Linked DNA regions of Mus musculus: region 2 is linked to region 1. Evidence: chromatin contacts called from public HiChIP or PLAC-seq data. All regions are on one chromosome and are shown on one strand. Each heading gives the region's core, a stretch centred on a gene start, on an enhancer-like site or on the middle of the called end of the contact. The rest is flanking DNA. Distances are from core to core; before and after follow the strand shown. Region 1 has its middle 7.7 kb from the start of Mymx. Region 2 has its middle 9.8 kb from the start of Gm36122.

Region 1 (5,743 bases), core at 2,272-4,771:
AAAATATTACTGTGTCCACTGTCCTTTCTCAATTGTTTGACCAGTATATGAATTGAATTGTCCCAAAAAAACACATTAATAAGTGACACAGATTTTAATTTTATAAGGACTAATGTGAGTTTTTTAAAAAAAAGTGAGGTTGTTAGCAAGCATTGATGTCTGCATACCATCCTGAGACCACACGATGGCTCATAACCATCTGTAACTCCAAGTTCAGAATAGCCGCGTGAGGCTCCCTGGGGGTAACAGAGACAAACCAGGGGAGGCTGAGAGACACAAAAAAAGTTATGGAGAATAGATCGTCTTGTTATGTAGATAAAAGTCTCCGAAGTTGGGCTGCCGACCTTGCACTCGACCGCTCTCATTGCAAGAAAAGAAAGAAACCTTTGTGGTAAAAGTTACTTTAGAATAGCTGTCTTCCTGGTACAGGAGACTTTACAAGTGAACGTTTCCTTTCCTTCACAAAAGGGCAGCTTTACAGAGAGACCTCTGTGTCTACAGTTTCTCAAAATAGCCGGTTGAAATAATCACCCTGACAAAGAGGTAAGTTTTGAAGTAGCAGAATCTGGCCTCCTGAGTCCCAATTAAATCTTCCCCTAAAAGTGTCACATTCCCGTTTTTTCCTTGCTCATTAGCTTTCACGGCAATGGAAGACTTTGCAGGCTGCTGCAGGAGGAAAGTCATATAGTCTTATTCAGAGGTGACCCTCTGCATATTAGCCTGAAAGGCAGGGTATGCCTACTGGTGCAATACTGGTATGAACGTTACAGGAACAACCAACCACTTTCTCCTTGGATTTGAGGATTGTTTCCAACAGAGCAAACTCATGCTTGGTACTGAAAACTTGGTCAAATGCCCACAGCTATGAAGGTTGTAAGACGGCTCTGAAGGTCGTAGGCCTTCCTGGGAAACTTACAACTGCCAAACCACCTTATAAATATTTATGGTTATACAAATAGACAAGTACCCTGTCTTCAGACACACCAGAAAATGGTACGGATGGTTGTGAGCCACCATGTGACTGCTGGGAATTGAACTCAGGACCTCTAGGTAGAGCCACTGCTCTTTTTTTTTTTTTTTTTTAAAGTTGAAGGGAGGGTCATTTGCCAAAGGGAAGCTGTAGTGACTACCTCTCTGGTCAGTTTAAAGATAATTTCTTTTTTTATTTTAATTTTTATTTATTATATGTAAGTACACTGTAGCTGTCTTCAACACTCCAGACAAGGACATCCGATCTCATTACAGATGGTTGTGAGCCACCATGTGGTTGCTGGGATTTGAACTCAGGACCTTTGGAAGAGCAGTCTGTGCTCTTAACCACTGAGCCATCTCTCCAGCCCCCGGAAGAGCCACTGCTCTTAACCGCTGAACCCTCTCTCTAACCCTAAGCTTTTTTTCTTCAATAAGCAACAGTTAAAGCAGGGACTATTTGTTTGTTTGTTTGTTTGTTTGTTTGTTTGTTTATTGTGAAGAGAGGGCATCGAATCCCATTACAGATGGTTACTGGGAATCGAACTCATGACCTCTGGAAAATCATACAGTGCTCTTAACCCCTGAGCCATCTCCTAGCCCAAAGCAGAGACTCCTAACTCATCAGCTATTTACTCCCCTCGGAACTCAGGGAACATCACATGGAGCAGAAGGTGGAAAGGATGAGAAGGAGCGTTGTGCAATGTTGTCTTCTCTCATGACATGGCTTTGTACTAAACTTACCAATTGCACAAGACCTGCACAGTTCGAGCTGATGACATCAGTCAACATTGCAGCAGGCAGCACTATCCAAACTCAAGAGATGACACAAAAAAACAAAAATAAAACCAAAAAAGATGGAAGAGGATTGTTGAGGGGTGTCTGGGAGAGTAAGGGAGAATTGTTAGAGATATTTATGGTTAAGATACACTGTGTACATGTATAAGCTTATAAAATAATATATATATTTTAAAGTTTCACATTCCCGAAGCTGGGTCTGGAGATTATGCCGTAATCCAAGATAAAGCATTTCTGGCTATGGAAAGGAAAGCTAGAACAAGTGTAGCAATGCATGGCTGTAATCTCAGCATTCCAGAGCTGAAGGCAGAGGATCAGAGCTTAAGGGCTGCTGGTGTCATGTGGTGATTTCATGAGTTCAAGACCAGCCTCGGTAATAAAATAAAAATAAAAAATTTAAAAGGTTCTCAAACATTAACATCACCAACCTATAAAAAATATAAACAGCTGGATGTGGTGGCGCACACCTTTAATCCCAGCACTTGGGAGGCAGAGGCAGGCAGATTTCTGAGTTTGAGGCCAACCTGGTCTACAGAGTAAGTTCCAGGACAGCCAGGGCTACACAGAGAAACCCTGTCTCGAAAAATAAAAATAAAAATAAACAACAACAATAACAACAAACTGGGGTAAACCTGGTGGTTGTGGGGCTAGCCTTTTATCCCAGCAGTCCTAAGGCAGAGAGACAGGTGAACTTTGTGAATTCCAAGTCAGCCTGGTCTACAGAGCGAGTTCCAGGACAGCCAGAGGCACACCGAGAAACCCTGTCTAGAAAAAAAACAAAACAAAACAAAACTGTAGTTCACGATGAGCTAGTTTCTAAGTTTAGGGGGCTCAACTAGTTGAGAAGATCCTCAATGCTGGGCTCAAAGCTTGTTTCCCAAATTGTTTCTGGTCGCGCTTTGGGAACCACGTGGCACCAAGGTCAACGCAGTGTGGTTCGTTATCTCTCCAGATTTTCGATCAGGTCCCTCCAGCCTCGGTTTGCGGGGCTTCCAGAGAGAAGCTCCTGGTTTGGGTGACACTGGAATTAAAAAAAAAAAAAAAAGGCGGGACAATTAAAAAGATCCAAGTTGGATATGGCAGCTTACAGGCTGCTGGGAAATCTTTCATTTCTTTAGTCTCTATTGCTTTAGAAGTTTGTTAAATTGAGAGACACGAGTGTTTCATTAGAATATCTTCATTTTTGCCAGGCCAGTTAATAACCGCAACAGAACAACGTGAACAAAAAGCAGGCTTGGAAAACTCCCTCTGGGAACCCCCAAAATACAAAGAGCCCCGAAGCGTAATACCTATGAATGCTGTGACACTGCCCCCCACCCCCGACCACGTACACAACACAGTAAGTCACACTGCGCCTTTTCCAACCTCAGCTTTCATAGCTGGCTATATATATATATATATATATATATATATATATATATATATATCTTCCCAATTCCTGTCTCAAGCAACTATGGAGTAGCTCCAAGTCCCTGGGCTGGGGAGACCCAGAGAGGAAACAGGCTTTTGTGTCTAGCAACAATGAGAAAATCAAGCAGGGGGGTGGGGCAAGGAAAGACAGTGGCTGTGTCTGAGGAATGTGTTTAATCTTCATCCTCTGTCTCTCTCCACCCCATCCTGGGCTTAACTTCCCTGTGCACCTCCTTCTCTTCTGTTCAGCAGTAACCTTCCCTACTGGATCCCCTTAGCCTGCCTCTAGCATTTTCGTTGCTGGTAAGAACACTGCCTTAAGACCCATCCACCGGCAAGCACCAGTCCCTGACACTATTCACGATAGTCTGTTATGCTTGTTGCCAGGAGCATGTTGTCCTCTGAGAGGCTCCACCCAGCAGCTGACTCAGACAGATACAGACACCCACAGCCAAACAGTGGATGGAGCTTGGGGACTCTTATGGAAGAATAGGAAGAAGGATTGTGGGGCCCTGAAGGGGATAGGAACTCCATAGGAAGATCAACAGAGCCGACTAATCTGGACCCTTGAGGCTCTCAGGGACTGAACCAACAACCAAAGAACCTGTATGGGCTGGACCCAGGCCTCCCTGCATATATGTAGCAGATGTGCAGCTTGGTCTTCATTGGGTCCTGAACAACTGGAATCGGGGCTATCCAAAAAGCTATTGTTTGTGTGTGGGATATGTTCCACTAGCTGGGCTGTTTGTCTGGCCTCAGTGGGAAAGGAAGCACCTAGCCTCACAGAGACTTGAAGTGCCAGGGTGAGGGGCTACCCAAGGGCCCCAACCAGCTCAGAGGAGAAGGGGGAGGGGAGATGGAGGAAGGATTGTGGGAGGGGCTGACTAGGAGGGGAACAGTGAGCAGAATGTAAAGTGAATAAGTAAGAAAAAATAAAATTAAATTGGAAAAAATAAATGCTGGCAGAAACCAGTTTCTTCCAGCTCCTGGCTGAGCCTCGCACAGTGGTGTAATCTTCCTGGCAGGAGAAAATATCTTCTAAAGAGACCCTCCCTTTGACTATCAAACTATTGCGATAACGGACCCCCAACCAGGCTGGGAGGGACAAAAGACTGAGGCTATCAAGAGGCACCCCTGCCCCATCTCCCCAGAGATTCCACACAGTTCTGACAACTCCTCAGATCACCAGAAAGACAGCATGGAGCTCAGACAATGAGAGGTCTAGGGCGGACCTTTGCCAGGGCTGCTCAAGTGTGCATTCTTTTGTCCTTCTATGTGGCTTTGGTTTTGATAACTTGTCACAAATGTAGACATATCTGGGACGAGAGATCCTCAATTAAGAAAATGCCTGTGGGCTGGAGAGATGGCTCAGAGGTTAAGAGCACTGGCCACTCTTCCAGAGGTCCTGAGTTAAATTCCCAGCAACCACATGGTGGCTCACAACCACCTGTAATGGGATCTGATGACCTCTTCTGGGGTGTCTGAAGACAGCGACAGTGTACTCATATATATATATAATAAATAGTAGTATCCTAGAAAGGTAGCTGGAGTCGAACCTAAAGAGTGAGCCATTAGGCAACATTCCTCCATGGCCTCTGCTTCAATTTCTATCTCCAGGTCCTGTCCTGATTTCTCTCCATGATAAACTAGAAGCTGTAAGATGATGTAAACTCCTCTAAACATTGCTTCTGGTCATAGTGTTTATCATAGCAGTAGAAAGCAAGCTAGAACACTTTCTGTTTTAAACTTAAAGTCATGCCAGGAACCATGACCATGGACTTGGGAGCTAACTGGTCCTCTGGGTTTCTTTTCCCTCCTTCAACATGTGGACACATTGAACACACCCTTCTTTACTTAGCTTTTTATTGTTAATCGATCATGTTTATACTTGGCCTCTTGGAGACTAGTGACTAAGGACAGCCCGTTAGGGCTCCCAGGCCTCAGACTTACCCTAACACCATCACTAACAAAGGGTCTGGTTTGTACTTTCAGACCTGGGTTTCCCATAATCGCGAGGAAATGAGGTGGGGGTGAGGGTGGGGGAGGGCAGGAAAGAGCAGGCTGCTTTGAGGACCTTCTGTTTCCTCAAGGTCAATTTAAAAAAAATGCCCATATTTGGCATTCTGGAAACCCTCACGGCCTTCCATATGCAAGCATTAAGTTAATCAGGCTGTGGTATTGAGAATGAGCGTCTGTGTGCTTGTCACACGACGGTTACACACAAGGTGCAACAAGTGGGAAAGCGGCTGCACACACCAAGGGTCAAGCAGGGTCATGGGTAGTGTCCAGGCAACGTGAAGATGCCTTGGTGAGAGTTTAATAGAGTTAACGGGTTCTGGCCAGACTTGGGAGCACCAAGCCTCCTCCTCCTGTGGTGGTCTGTATTTCTCTACCCAGGGGCTCCAGAGCACTCCATGGCCAAGAAGACCTGCAATTAAAACTATATCTAGGGACTGGGTTGCAGCTCTGTTGATGTGGCATATGCTCAAAGCCTTAGGGTCGAGCTCCTAGCACAGAGGTTCTCAACCTGTAGGTCTCGACCCCTCTGAGAGTAAAATGATTCTCA
Region 2 (5,838 bases), core at 1,290-3,789, 350 kb after region 1:
CAGATATGCAAGGGCAGCGGCAGAGGAGGAGATGCAGAAGGCTTTGATGCCAGGCTAACCAAGGGAGCCCACAAAAGTCCTAAAAAGCCTGGCGTGACACCCTCGAGCAGAGTGAGGCACACAGGAGACATCTAGCCTGGACCTGTGGGGAAACAGTGTGAGCAAGCCTGTGGGGTGGGGGTGGGGAGGGTGCAGAGAATAGGAAGCAGAATTAGTGAGAGACATAGCAAGCTCTCTCTCTCCCCCCTGCTCGAATGCCTCTATCCGGCTGGTTATACTGAAGGAACTTGAAGGGAAGTGGACTAAAATTATCTCAGTAGGAATGACTTTTGTAAAAGGCATTGTCTTTCTTCTGAAACACCTTGGACAAGGCATTCTCTCTCTCTCTCTCTCTCTCTCAGTCATCAACCGATTGTCCACAAAGGAAAACAGAGAGGTTGTTTGACAGGTTACCATAGCAGGAAGCCTGCCTGCTTCCAGGTAGGACAGTCTGGCTTGGCATAATCCAAGCTAATAGAGTCCTACCTGGCATTGTCTGAGGTTTTTTGTTTTTTTTTTCCTAAGTGAGTTAAAATGTTAAAAATGTGAATAGGAATTGCAAGCCCCTGCTCAGGAATGAGAGGGTGACAGCAAGCATAATCTGAAGTATTATCAGACTTAGCCAACAATTTTGATGTGCTAACAGGCCCTGACAAAGGCAACCTCAAATAGTCTGAAAGCCTGTTCTGAGCCCTGGAATGCTGACTATCCATTTGAAGAATGGATGGACGAATGGATGGACGAATGAATGAATGAATGAATGAATGAATGAGAGACGTTGGCAGGGCCAACTCTTGGAAGATTTTGGCTAGCTGTAGAGCACTCCAGTCCTCACAGCTGGTTAGCTCCTCCCAGGGTGGGAATACATACGGGAGTCAGGAGGTGTAGGGGGAGGGACCGAGTGATTTCTCCCAAGAACCCAGTGATAGGCTTGTGTGCCCAGAGAAATGTAAGAAAGTCAGTGTTCAGATGGAGCAGGCCCACACGTGGCTGTCGACTGTGTGGCAAGGACCACCCATATGTGGGGCAGCTCACAGTTGCCTTCAAAATTCAGAATGAGCTTGGCCTTTGTAGCTTTTCCTGCAGCTACGTTCCCACGAGGACCAGATGGCATGTGGATTGGGGACGCTTGTTTACCACACTGTTTATAATAATAAGAGCCTGCGAACAGGCCGGTCTTCTCAGAAGGGGTCTGGCAAAATAATCTCGGAGCAGTAACTCCGAGTTTATTGAGTGCCTGCTACTCATGCTGCTGCCTGGTGAGAGCATCCTTCAGGACCAGTTATCTAACGGGATCCTCACAAAACACTTTGGGGTCAATGTTTGCTTTCCCGTCAGGCCCATAAAGGAGGAAACTGAGTCACCGAGACATTAAGCAACAGGTTGAATGTCAACCAGCTGGCTCATACCAGAGTGGGGATCTAAACTATAGAAGCCCCCCTCCTCCAAAGTCTGTGCTCTGCCCGAGACATCCCCTCCAAGAGTGAATGCTCAGCTCTCTGTTAGAGGGAATGCACCGGAGTGGAGAAACAGAACGAGGCGATTCTGAGCCTCTGGGTTAAGCAGGAGAAAAATGACACAGAGCCTCGTGGAGACTCGGCTGTCTGTGTGGGAGAAAAGTTTGTAAATATATATATATTAGGCTATCTTTGGAAGAATATACAGGAAATCAGTAACTGGGACCTCCAAAGGGAACCTGAGTTATGGATGGATGAGAGGGTAGAGAGACTAACATTTCTGTTCAGATTTATTTCCAGCTTTTGGCTGTGCCTTGAGGTCATTTCACACTTACAGAAAGGCTATAAAAATAAGACCTGGGGAGTGGGATGGGAAAGGGAGGGTTAGGGCTCTTGCTACCCAGAAGATGGGAAGGAGTGGAGGATGCTGGTAGTCAGGAGACTACCCTGTCCTCTCCTCTTCCCCATGTGTTGGACTTGGGACCCCAGGTGGGCACAGAGCCTTTGTCCTGGGAACAATCCAGACACAGGGCGGGAAGACCAGTTCCCTGCCATCCCTTGGATGTCATCCTATGGCACTTTCCCCTACAGACCTCAGTTATTGTGACTCTGTCATCCTGCCATCTGCCCTGGGTTTTCATGGCAAGAGCCCTTAGGTCTAGGTGAGCCTCATTCCTTCTTGTCCGCACCCTCAACTGCAATCTTTCTGATTGGGGCTCCCTGAAGATGGGTCACATCGTCTTCATATTGGAGGCTTCTGGAGGTCAGGTTACACCCCCCATCAGACTGGGGTTCCTTAAGGATGGGACAATGTCTCCCTCAGACAAGCTCCCTGAGTGCAGGCTGTGTTCTCCTCATCCAGGCCTCCTCATACCAGGCTTGTATAGAGCAGTGGTTCGTGCCCCCTTAGCCTCCCCCTGACTCCTTTCCAACACCCCAACCTGGTACTTGTGTTCCCTCAAGCCTTTTGCCTATTGAAGCAGTGGCTGAAAGCCTGTATTGACACCAACGACCCATGGCCAGGCCATTGCATAACCACAGCACAGCCACGAGTTCCCGATGATTCAGCACTGAGGCCTACACAGCATTTATACCTCTGTGCTCCTGGACTCAGCCAGGTACCTCAGAAGCAAAGGGCATGAGCAGCAGGATTCTACTTCACCCAGGAACCTTAACCCCAGCACTGTACTCCAAGAGAAAGACGTATGCATTTGTTTTTTCTTAGCTGCCCAGACCTGGTCTTTCTGGGTGTCTGAGCTAGGCTAAGTGCCCTGCCTGAGTTCCAGGCTGGGGCTGGGCCAAGGCACCCACCTACTATCAAGATCCTGTAGTTGGAGCTTAGATCCCTCAAGTAGGGTTGTGGCCCAGGAGGAGAGGGACCAAGAAGGGGACCTCAGGGGCCAGCTTGAGGCTGGGGGTCAGCTGAGTAGTTCTTTTATAGACCACTAGATGTCACTTCCATTTCAAAGGAACCCACTGGCTTTCTTCAGTCAGGTCCCCCAGCCTCCAAGTCTTAAAGGCATACAAGCAAACTTCACCATCCCCAGAGCACCAGGACACTGGACAGCTGGCAAGGAAAGACCTCTAGGCTTGAGCTGAAGGCTCTGGGAGTTCCTTAGTAGCCCACCCAGCCCCACCGAGAACAGGAAGGGTGGAGCCCCAGTTCTCGTTCCCCAGTACCTTCATGGATAGTCTGAGGCTGGCATCTTCTCAAACAGAAGGTCAAACATGTGATTAAAGAAAAGGGGGTAACCATATGACAAGAAACAGATGCCATGCCTCAAGCCTCCTCCTCGGGCTGAGAGATTCCAGTCAGATTCCAGTTCACTGGGGGCCACGGTATCGATCCTCCTAGGTGGCTCAGTGGTCAAGAACATTTGATGCTCTTCCAAAGGACCCAGGTTCGACTCCCAACACCCCCATGGTAGCTTACACCTGTCTCTGACTCCAGCTCTTGGGGATCTGATTCTCCCTCCAGGCATGCATATGATACACCCACACACATGCAGACCAAACATGAATACACATATAATAAATTTAATTTAATTTAAAAGATTTTCAATAATTTCATATAAGAAGCTTTTCTCTACCCGTGCCCCCCAACACTCAGCCAACATCTCTTAGCTGCCTGACACCTGTTACGATAATTGATATGCAAGTATTTATTCCTTTGGAGTCCATAGTCGCCTTCCTGAGCTAAGTATCATTGACTCTCGTATTGTTGGTGAGGAACCCAGGGTTGCGGAGAGGCAGCCAAGACAGTTGTCCTTAGCTCTCTTGCTGGCCCACCTCTGCTCCAGCTCCCACTGAGCGGGAGCCTAGCTGTCTACAGCTCACATGACTGTTAACAATCATCACTTTTAGCGCTCATTCAGGGGCTTCCAAGTTGGTTCGCCTGTCAGCCTCACCAGAGGAGTTTTGAAATGGTCAATTTCCCTAATTGGGCACCTGTCGCTCTCCTGTGAGGGCTGGGATGAGCAGGTGGGGTTGGTAGAGAGAGAGGGCTCATCGATAAAAAAAAAAACCACTGAATCACCACAAAGCCCTGAGTTCGGGTGTCAGAAACCTGCAAAAAGTCAGGCAGAGTCTCCAGTGAGTCACCTTTGACCCCAGCACTATGGGGGTGGGGGGCAGAGACAGGAAGATCTCTGGAGGGGGGTGTTGCTGGCTGCAAGTTTAGCTGAAAATAAAAAAATAGACCCCAGAGTTGTGGAGAAACCTTGCTTCAAAGAAGTAAGCCATAAATTGATAGAGAAGGACACCTGATAGCCTCTTCTGGTCTCCCAGTGTGTGCAAAGTCGTGTTCATCCATGTGTGCACATATGTATACACTACACGCATACATATACTGTTTAAGTAGTTTCAAAGAAAAACCAAGTTAGGGAGCACTCTGTAGAACACTCACTCACCCTGTACCCCACAGGGGTCAAATAGGCATGTGACTCTCTGTTGCTGTTGTTGTTGTTGTTGTTTTGTTGTTGTTGTATTAGGGGGTTGCTTTGTTTTTATTTTTAAACTTTATTAATATCATGCACACATCATATGTGTGCATGCAATGGCTGGATCTGTAGGTCAGAAGTCAGCTCTGTAGTCAGTCCTCTCCTTCCACCTTCACTTGTGTTCCCGGGGTCAGACTCCTGTGTGCAGCCAGCAGGTCCACCCACTGGGCCCTGCCCCTCAGTGGGCCTTTACTGTCGCTACTGTTGAGATAGGCCATGACTCCACAGTCCTAGCTGGGCTTGAGCTTGCAGGAATGCTCTTGCCTCAGTCTCCAAGAGCTAGGATTGGACCCAGTGTTGACCTTTAAATTATGACTGGCCCCAGTTCTATGCAAGTATACAGATTCCACACATACTTCACATGTTACAAGGCAGGAGTATATATATTGGTATATATACACTAATTAGTATTATATATATACCTGTATGTATGTATGTATGTATGTATGTATGTATGTATATGTGTGTATATGTATGCATAGATGTATATGATGTGTTAAAATGGCGGATCGCATCTCAACAGCACACTAGGCCAAGACAGTTCCACATAGAAGAGGTTTTATTGGGAGGGAAAGACAAGAAAGAGAAGAAGCAGAGAAGGGAGGGGGGCAGTCTCCTTATTTATATGGAAAATGACGTAACTCGGGAAGGTAGGAGGTGAGCCAAGTGAATTCTGGGAATATGGTGCCTGTTTCCTTGGCAACAGGTCTGCAGGTCGCATTGTCACCTATGTGTCATAGGTTTGGGAGGTCCTGATGCCAACAATATGTGTGTGTGTGTGTGTGTGTGTGTGTGTGTGTGTGTGTGTGTGTCTGTGTGTGTGTCTGTGTGTGTCTGTGTGTGTCTGTGTGTGTCTGTGTGTGTCTGTGTCTATATTAACAGTAATGCCCTTCTACCAGGGCAAGACAGAGCACTAAGGCCTACTTGCATGCCCCTTGCCTGGGCCAGCCAGCCCATGAATAAACCCAGCTGAACTCTTTTTCTTGAGTTCTCAGAGCAGTGTTCCTCGCCTCTTCTCCATCACTCCTAGTGGAGCGCACAGCTCTTTCCAAGGCAGTTAGCTACAATTGTGGAAACTAGTTGTTAGGTGACCTCTGACACCTGCCTAGACTTGTGACCACCAACTGGTTACAACCACAACTGACCCTTTACATCAACCTCCTGTTTGGCCTAACCTAGCCACCCCTGACGCATTAGCCCTGACCATCCATTAGCCTTGAGACCTAGTGTATGCTAACTGCCATCCTTGTGCATTGCTGGTCAGAGTGCCAAGTGGCTTGGGCATCCGACGGTGGCACCAGTGAAGAACTCCGTGTCATAACAGCCACTGATAATTTAAAAGG

Evidence for each region. HiChIP or PLAC-seq counts read pairs in DNA pulled down with a chosen protein or histone mark.
Region 2: a FOXA1 HiChIP or PLAC-seq map of pancreatic cancer cells shows a contact between it and region 1. The contact joins two enhancer-like sites. A contact is called at or near these places in 1 of 39 promoter capture datasets (neural stem cells), 1 of 115 datasets of contacts at active chromatin or transcription factors (pancreatic cancer cells) and 1 of 9 other capture datasets (adipose tissue).

The regions. Positions count from the first base shown.
Region 1 is chr17:45,606,905-45,612,647 of GRCm38.p6, forward strand. No RefSeq gene overlaps it. Among named protein-coding and RNA genes, the nearest start is that of Mymx, 7.7 kb to the left of the region's middle. Within about 2 kb of position 3,522, at least 73 of the 459 cell types and tissues checked have an H3K27ac peak or open chromatin away from gene starts, as enhancers often do. A contact at or near this core is called in adipose tissue and pancreatic cancer cells, where this site is marked.
Region 2 is chr17:45,955,717-45,961,554 of GRCm38.p6, forward strand. No RefSeq gene overlaps it. Among named protein-coding and RNA genes, the nearest start is that of Gm36122, 9.8 kb to the left of the region's middle. Within about 2 kb of position 2,540, at least 57 of the 459 cell types and tissues checked have an H3K27ac peak or open chromatin away from gene starts, as enhancers often do. A contact at or near this core is called in adipose tissue and pancreatic cancer cells, where this site is marked.